Linked DNA regions of Mus musculus: region 1 is linked to region 2. Evidence: chromatin contacts called from public HiChIP or PLAC-seq data. All regions are on one chromosome and are shown on one strand. The core of a region is the stretch at or near the end of the contact, and the rest is flanking DNA. Distances in the headings are between cores, read along the strand shown.

What was found. HiChIP or PLAC-seq counts read pairs in DNA pulled down with a chosen protein or histone mark.
Region 1: a contact with region 2 is called in an H3K4me3 HiChIP or PLAC-seq map of the 230-238 cell line, with 3 times the contacts expected there. The contact joins two enhancer-like sites. A contact is called at or near these places in 2 of 15 datasets of contacts at CTCF or cohesin (large pre-B cells and pro-B cells), 8 of 484 Hi-C or Micro-C datasets (CD4 T cells, the P5424 cell line, Th2 cells and 5 more), 7 of 115 datasets of contacts at active chromatin or transcription factors (the 230-238 cell line, bone marrow-derived macrophages, effector CD8 T cells and 3 more) and 2 of 9 other capture datasets (adipose tissue and liver).

What each region holds. Positions count from the first base shown.
Region 1 is chr11:86,832,830-86,836,597 of GRCm38.p6, reverse strand. The region is part of intron 4 of Gm33742 (a long non-coding RNA gene); the gene reads left to right. Among named protein-coding and RNA genes, the nearest start is that of Gm51288, 18 kb to the left of the region's middle. Within about 2 kb of position 2,352, at least 34 of the 459 cell types and tissues checked have an H3K27ac peak or open chromatin away from gene starts, as enhancers often do. A contact at or near this core is called in the 230-238 cell line and pro-B cells, where this site is marked.
Region 2 is chr11:86,717,361-86,721,269 of GRCm38.p6, reverse strand. It overlaps Cltc (clathrin, heavy polypeptide (Hc)), which reads left to right. Exons shown (of 32, transcript NM_001003908.2): 11 at 883-1,020; 12 at 1,647-1,811; 13 at 1,904-2,084; 14 at 3,209-3,372. Among named protein-coding and RNA genes, the nearest start is that of Ptrh2, 35 kb to the right of the region's middle. Within about 2 kb of position 1,664, at least 38 of the 459 cell types and tissues checked have an H3K27ac peak or open chromatin away from gene starts, as enhancers often do. A contact at or near this core is called in the 230-238 cell line and pro-B cells, where this site is marked.

The DNA of each region.
Region 1 (3,768 bases), core at 1,103-3,602, 110 kb before region 2:
GGCAGTAGCTCCCTCTCACCTCTGCCCCTATTGTAGAAAGGGTGTTGCCATTAGGCCAAGAGCATTCCTGAAGCAGCAACTTAAGGAGTTGCTCAACAACTGTAGAGAAACAGGGAGAGCCTCCTTCTTCCACATTTAGTTATACGTTGTCACCTGGGTTTTGTACAATTCCAAGCCTAGGACCTGACTGAGAAAGTGGAGGGGGAATGGCCCTGGGGGTGGGGAGATAGCTCTGTTGGTAAAGTCTTCATTAAATGCAATATCCAGGCGCTCCTGCATGCAGATCTGGAAACTTCAGTGGCCAGTGACCCTGCCTCAAAGAATATAGTGGCAGCTAAGGAGGCAAAGGCAGGTGGATCTCTGAGAGTGTGAGGCCAGCCTGGCTTACATAGTGAATTCAAGGCTATCCAAGGCTACACAGTGAATTCCTGTCTCAAAAACAAAACAAAATAACAAAAACAACCAAACAACCCTGAAACGTAACTGTAACAAAGTGGCCAGGTCTGGAGAGATGACTCAGTGGGTAAGAGTTCTTGCTGCTCTTCCAGAGAACCGAGGTTTAATTCCCAAATGGCAGCTCACAACTATACCTAACTCCAGTTTCAGGGGGTCTGACTCCCCATTCTGGCCTTCAGGTGCACTGCACACACATGGTGCATAGATACTGAGACACATACAATAAAAGTAAATAAAATCTTTAAACAAATAAGGTGATGGAATTCAAGCTGTTGGTAGAGTGCTTGCCTAGTTTACATCAAGCTGCAGGCCCTATCCCAAGTATTCCTTGAAAAATGGTGGGGTGGTGTAGCTCTATCACCCCAGTTCTCAGGAAGGACAAGCAGGATCAGAAAGTCAAGGCCATTCTGAGCCACACTGTGAGTTCCAGGCCAGTATGAGCTACGTGAGATTCTGTGTAATAGAATTCTGTGCAAATAAACAACAACAACAAAATAACAAAGCATGAGAGACTGGAAAAACATGACATATCAACCATTGGCTTTCACAGGCATGTGTGCTCACCTACACACACGGACACACACAAATAAAGAAAAGAGAAAAAAAATGGCCCTGATACCCTGTAGTTGGCAGCCCACAGCTGGTCTCAGAGCGTTCCCTTACCAAAGATAAACAGTTTTCACAGAGTAACAACAATCCTCAGGCGAGGTCACTTGGTTGTCTTGGGGAAACAAGGCAATAAGGAAAATCAGCATGGACACAGAAAAGGACATTCAACAACCACAAAAACATCCTTACGGTTCTAGCTACGTGGACAAGAACCTAGCCTTTTATCGTGTTAATGGGATGAGGTTGCCAGCTGTTGTCTCCATCCTAGTTCTCTCTGCTGCCTCCCTACCTTCCTCAAACACCTTCTCATGCAAACTAATCCCTGTGTAATGACTGAGGTTTCAGCTTAGGTCATTGACCACGTGAATGGACGACTTTTGTTTGGTTGGTTTGATTTTCAAGATAGGGTTTCTCTGTGTAGCCCTGGCTGTCCTGGAACTTTTACGGTAAACCAGGCTGGCCTTAGACTCAGAGCCTTAGACACCACCCCTGCCAGCAGCTTTATAAGACTGCTTTTTATAATGCAAAGAGTCACATCTTATAAACAACAATGCTTGAGAATATAACCTTTTCTTCACCCTTCCCTTAGAAAGAAAACCCAAGGGCTGGGGCTGGGGGTCAATTAGTAAAATGCTTGCCTAGCATGCATGAAGCCCTGGGCTCCATCCCTAGCATAGCAGAAAGGTTGTAACAAGCAAGGCATGACTACATGCCCAGCACTTTGGGGGATAAAGTCAGGGGGGTCAGAAGGGTCAAGGCCATCCTCATGCTTGACTGGTTACGATGCTAGCCTAGGGTATGTGAAAACATACCTCCAAAAACTGTGTGTGCGTCACCTTTAAACATCCTCTTTAACCTTTTCCTCCAGTTGCACTTTAAAATTACCTACCGTGCCTCTCCTTTTTCCTTCCTTCCCCCTTCCTCCATTGGTTCCCCCTCATTTACTCTCCAAATGCCCTTCTCTTTGCTCCTGCACACTTTTTTTTTTTTTTTTCCGAGATAGGGTTTCTCTGTGTAGCCCTGGTTGTCCTGGAACTCACTTTGTAGACCAGGCTGGCCTCAAACTCAGAAATCTGCCTGCCTCTACCTTCCAAGTGCTGGGATTAAAGGCATGCACCACCACCACCTGGCTTCTGTACACCTGTACACTTTCTTACTATTCTATTCACCCCTGCCACCCCACCCTCGTGAGCGTGAGCCTAAGAGCAGAGTGTAAAGTGTTGTATAGAGCCCTAAGCCCGTAGTGGGTTCTAGCTTCTGGCAGCCACGGCAGAGCACAGCGCCATCTGCTTAGCTTGGCAGAAATCACTTGAGCGTATCTCCTTCCACTGCCCCTGAGAGAGGCCACAGAACAGCACCTAGGGTTGTTGGAGCTCCGCAGCCTGGTCAGTGGTTTCATCCAGACCCCTGACAGAGGAAACAGCCCTGAAAACAGACCCCTCCCCTTTGTAATGTGGGCACTTCACCTCAACTGGCACTGTCCTTGCCTACAATAATAGCAAGTTTGGGCCCAGCCTGGGATACATGAGGCTCTGTCTAAAACAACAACAAAACAAATTAACATGGTAAAATTAAATTCTAATTTTATTACACTTATTTATGTATATTCAAGTGTGTATGTGTTTGTGCGCTCACGTGTGTGCGTGTGCAAGGGAGCCATGTACATGGAGGTCAGACAGTTTTCCAGAGTCAGTTCTCTCCTCCTACCAAGTGAGTTGTAGTGATCAAACTCAGGCTATCAGGCTTGGTGGCAAAGCACTTTTACCTGCTGAGCCATCTCACTGCTTGTAAAATTCTTTTAAATTACATTGGTGGCTCAAGCCCACAATCTCAAATGTTGAACTCAAAGCCTAAGGCAAGAAGAATTCGAAACGAGTTGGAATTCAGTCTGAGTTACACAGCGAGCCTCTGTTTCAAAACAAACAAACAAACAAACAAACAAAAATAAAACACAGAGAGATTATACTTATTCCTATTTTATACATGTACACATTGAGCCACAGAATAGCTCAGTGGTAGAGTACTTGCCTAGCACAGACAAGGTCCAGAGTTCAAGCCCAAGCCCTGAAAATAACCCTCCCCCAAACCCAGAGCCTTGCTCACTCACATGGTATGAAGCTTTAATTTAGTGGACACAATATCCTGAGATAGCTATCAGGGACCCCTGTGTCTTCTCTGACCTAAGTTGGGCAAAGTCAATTTAATTAAACATTCACTCATAGTAACTCATTTCCAGAGCCAAGGGGCAAACAGTAGATGTTGGGAATCTAAGAATCTCGGGGGGGGGGGCTTGGGAGGGTGGGGGGTGTCCTTCCCGTGAATTCTGTATGGTCATCACATTCTTCTAGCAACTTCTTCTCCGTGTGAGTTGCCAGATATATATGAATGAGACTTAACAGATCTCTAGCTTGGAATATCTCTCTGTTCTGCATTCAGTGATTCCGAGATGGCGGGAACTGCCCTGAAGCCCAGTTGAGCCGTTTTGGCATTACTAGTTCTTATATGTCCAGCTGTGATGCACCTAGCAGCTTCCTCAGAGGCCTCTTGTGAGGACTGAGAGAAATGGGTAGCGTCTGTGGAAGTGTCAGACTTGTAGACTGTGAACCCAATGAAGCTCAGCCCTTCCTGTGTTCATCACCAGGATTTCTAGTCAGTTAGAGGTGTTCTAATCATGAAGGGACTGTATACCAACCTCGCTTCGGA
Region 2 (3,909 bases), core at 415-2,914:
CTGCTGAGCTAGTCACTTAATTCTTGTCACAGAAAAACTGTTTTTTTTTTTTTTAAGCTAAATAGTAATAGTAAATAATATTTACTGTTTTAAAATAGAACAAATACCAGTTTGATTAGGGACAGATATGTGAAAATGAAATTACTTTATCTTGGTCAAAAAGACAAGAAGTAATATATATGAGTGGTGTGCTCCCCTGGTTGGGGAGAAGAACAAAGAGAATGTGTAAGCCAATTTTTCATATTGTATATCCTTGGGGTTTTTTTTTTTTTAAACTGTAACTTAGAGAACTGAGTTTTCAATAACTTTTTAGTTTGTTTTGATAGAGTCTCATTATATAGCTCTCTAATCTTGGAATTCATATGTAGACCAAGCTGGTCTAAAACTTCCTAGTGCTGCTCTCTGAATACTAGCCTTTATAGGGGTGAGCTGGCATACCCATATACCTGGCTTCTCTGGCAATTTAAATATGAGGAAAGGTTGTATAAATACTATTCTTTAAGTCTGGTATTCAGGGTCTAGATCGATGGGGCTCAGCAATTTAGAGCCCTTGTTGCTATTACAGAGGACCCTGGCTTGATTCCAAGCACCCACGTGGTGGCTCACAAACATCCTTAATTCTAAGTCCACTGGATGTGCTACCGTTCTCTTCATGTGAAATACATGCATGCAAAAACTCAAAAGTACATGTGATATACTTATAAAATAAGTAAATATCAAAAAACAACTGGTAAAACTCATACATGTTCTTTGCATTTTAACATGACTTGCATACGTGCACATTGTTACTTGTTCATATTTCCCCTACACTGAATTGCCCTTTTGGTCTTACAGCTCTTCCCCTTCAGTACTGTCTTATATCTGATTTTTCTCTTTTAATAGATTGTGGATGTCTTTATGGAATACAATCTAATCCAACAATGTACTGCCTTCTTACTTGATGCTTTGAAGAATAATCGTCCCTCTGAAGGTCCTTTGCAGACGCGATTGCTTGAGATGAACCTTATGCACGCACCTCAAGTATGTGTTGTTGTATTCATTAGGATTTCTATTTCTGTGATAAACACCATGACCAAAGTAACTTGGGGAGGAAAGGGTTTATTTTACCTTAAAACTCTTTTGACTCTGTCACTGAGGGAAGTCAGGGCAGAAACCTGGAGGCAGAAACTGAAACAGAGGCCATGCAGGAGCACTGCTTATTATGTTGCTCAGTCTTTTCTTATAACCCAGGACTACCCGTCCAAGGACGGTGTTTTTCCTGGTGGGCTTTCCCCACTCCCCATCATTAGTCAAGAAAAGACCCCACAGGCTTGCCTGTAAGTAGTCTGTTAGAGCCATTTTCAAATTTGAGGTTCCCACTTCCAAGATGTTCCCACTTTCAAGTTGACAAAAAATGTGTCCAGCAGAGTTGTCATGCTTTTTAATCTTGCTTCCGATCCTGTTCTGGTCCATTGTGCCAATGTTTACAAGTTGTCACTCAGAGTTTTGAGATGCTTATTTCCTAAGAAAATTTAGCTAGTATTCTTTGTACTTCATACTTTCATGTTATTTATTCACTATTCAGTCTCAGTGTATTTTCTGGGTGTTGGTGTATGCTGAAGTAAAGGAGAAGGAAACACGGCCTTGTCCTGTCTGTGGTTTTCTAGGTTGCAGATGCCATTCTCGGGAATCAGATGTTCACCCACTATGACCGGGCTCATATCGCCCAGCTGTGTGAGAAGGCGGGCCTGCTGCAGCGTGCATTAGAACACTTCACCGATTTATATGACATAAAACGTGCAGTTGTTCATACCCATCTTCTTAACCCTGAGGTATTTGTTTCTTACCTGTTAGTTGTGATTAGTCAGTGTGTTTATTGTTTATACTGGGTGATAGTAATTATTAATTTTTTTTTTCCCTCTAGTGGTTAGTGAATTACTTTGGGTCCTTATCAGTTGAAGATTCCCTAGAATGCCTCAGAGCCATGCTGTCAGCTAATATTCGTCAAAATCTACAGATCTGTGTTCAGGTGGCTTCTAAATATCACGAACAGCTGTCAACTCAGTCTCTGATTGAGCTCTTTGAATCATTCAAGAGTTTTGAAGGTAATTAGGAATGTCAGAATTGATATAAGAGAGACACTTATAATTAATCAGGCAGTTCGAAATTATCTTCTGAAAAACACTTTTATGGGACATGTCTTCTCTAGGACCCCTCATGTCATGGGATCCTTGAGGTATACAGTGTAGAAGAACACCTGCTTGGGTATTTTATGAACTAAAGGCAGAAATTTGGGTTAAGAAATTTATTGTCTTGTGTTAGCTGCATAATATTAAAATACTGACGACTAATTACAGTAATATTAAAAGCACCGCTCTGACTCTTGCAATAGTGAACATTTCTCCTAAGGGGGTTTTGTGCTTCATTAGCCCAGCTATTTAAAATTCAATTAAATAATTAAAATATAATTGAAAGTTTCTAGAGTTAGTCTAGCTACGCTTGAGGTGAGCCATGGGAGGTTAGTGTCTAAGGCAGATGATATAGGTCATCACTCCAGAAAGTTCTTATGGACAGCTCTACACTAAATTTTTGAAAGTTTTATGCAAAGCTATCTGGTATGTGATACTTGATTTAAAGTGTCTCATGAAATGTGGTATAAACATTTGCTTTGCTATTGAGGCGCTGTCCTTTACTATTTGAAAACTTCCGAGCCAGGCAGAGTGGCCACTCAGAAAAATGAGACAGGTTTATGATAGATTCAAGGACAGCCTGAACTATACGACAAATCCTCTCAAAAACACTAAAACACAGAAAGATACTTTTAAACAGAATTTCCTGTTGTGTAGGGACTGAAATTTATACCTGATTTGTTCAAGTGGCTTCTGGATTAATGTGTATTCTTACTGAACTTTTAAAACAGCCAACTTACTAGGAACCTTTTCTGTAATCATGACTTGTAATTGCTTAATTTTTAGTTCTTTCATTCTCAAAAGTATAGCCAGGCTTGATGGTACATGCTTTTAATCTCAGCACTTTGGAGTCAGAGACAGGAGGATCTCTGATTTTGTGACCAGTCTGTCTGGCTTATACAGCAAAATCAGGACAGCCAGGACTCCATGAAGAGACCAGGGCTTCACAGTGAGACCTTGTCTTAGAGCAAGCAAGCAAGCAAGCAAACAAACAAAACCTGCCTATGTTCCTTAATCTCAGTTACTTTTGTTTCTTTAAGGTCTCTTTTATTTTCTGGGGTCCATTGTTAACTTTAGTCAGGACCCAGATGTGCACTTTAAATATATTCAGGCGGCTTGCAAGACTGGGCAAATCAAAGAAGTGGAAAGAATCTGCAGAGAAAGCAACTGCTATGATCCCGAGCGAGTCAAGAATTTTCTCAAGGTAAGTGGCTTTAAGTTACGTGCTTCTGATTGACTTAAGCAGTTCTACAAGGGTTGAGTCGGGCTTGAGAATATTTTTCTTACATTTGAAAATCTTAGCATTCTCAAATTCTGTGCTGGGTTATTTTTTCTAAACTTAATACTCTGTGGTTTCTCAAGAAATAAGGAAGGAAATTAGTAAGTAGTACCTAAGAACGACCATCTGTTTAAAAAGAAGGAAAAACAGTTTCATTTTCAAAGAACTTCCTTTTTTTAAAAAAAAAAAAATCAAAAGACACATTTCTTTTTTCTCTTTTCTCTTTTTTCTTTTGTTACAGGGTCTCACTCTGTAGCCCTGGCTGTTCTAGAATTCAGTATATAGACCAGGCTGGAGATCTGCCTGCCCCTGCCTCTTGAGTGCTGGGATTAAAGATGTGTGTCACTAGGGCTGGTTTAAGAAAAACACAGTTTAAAGTTGTTCTTGATGACATTTTAGAATATTCAGCTCTTTCCCCAGGTGGTGACACATACCTGTAATGTGTACATTATTAATATGTAC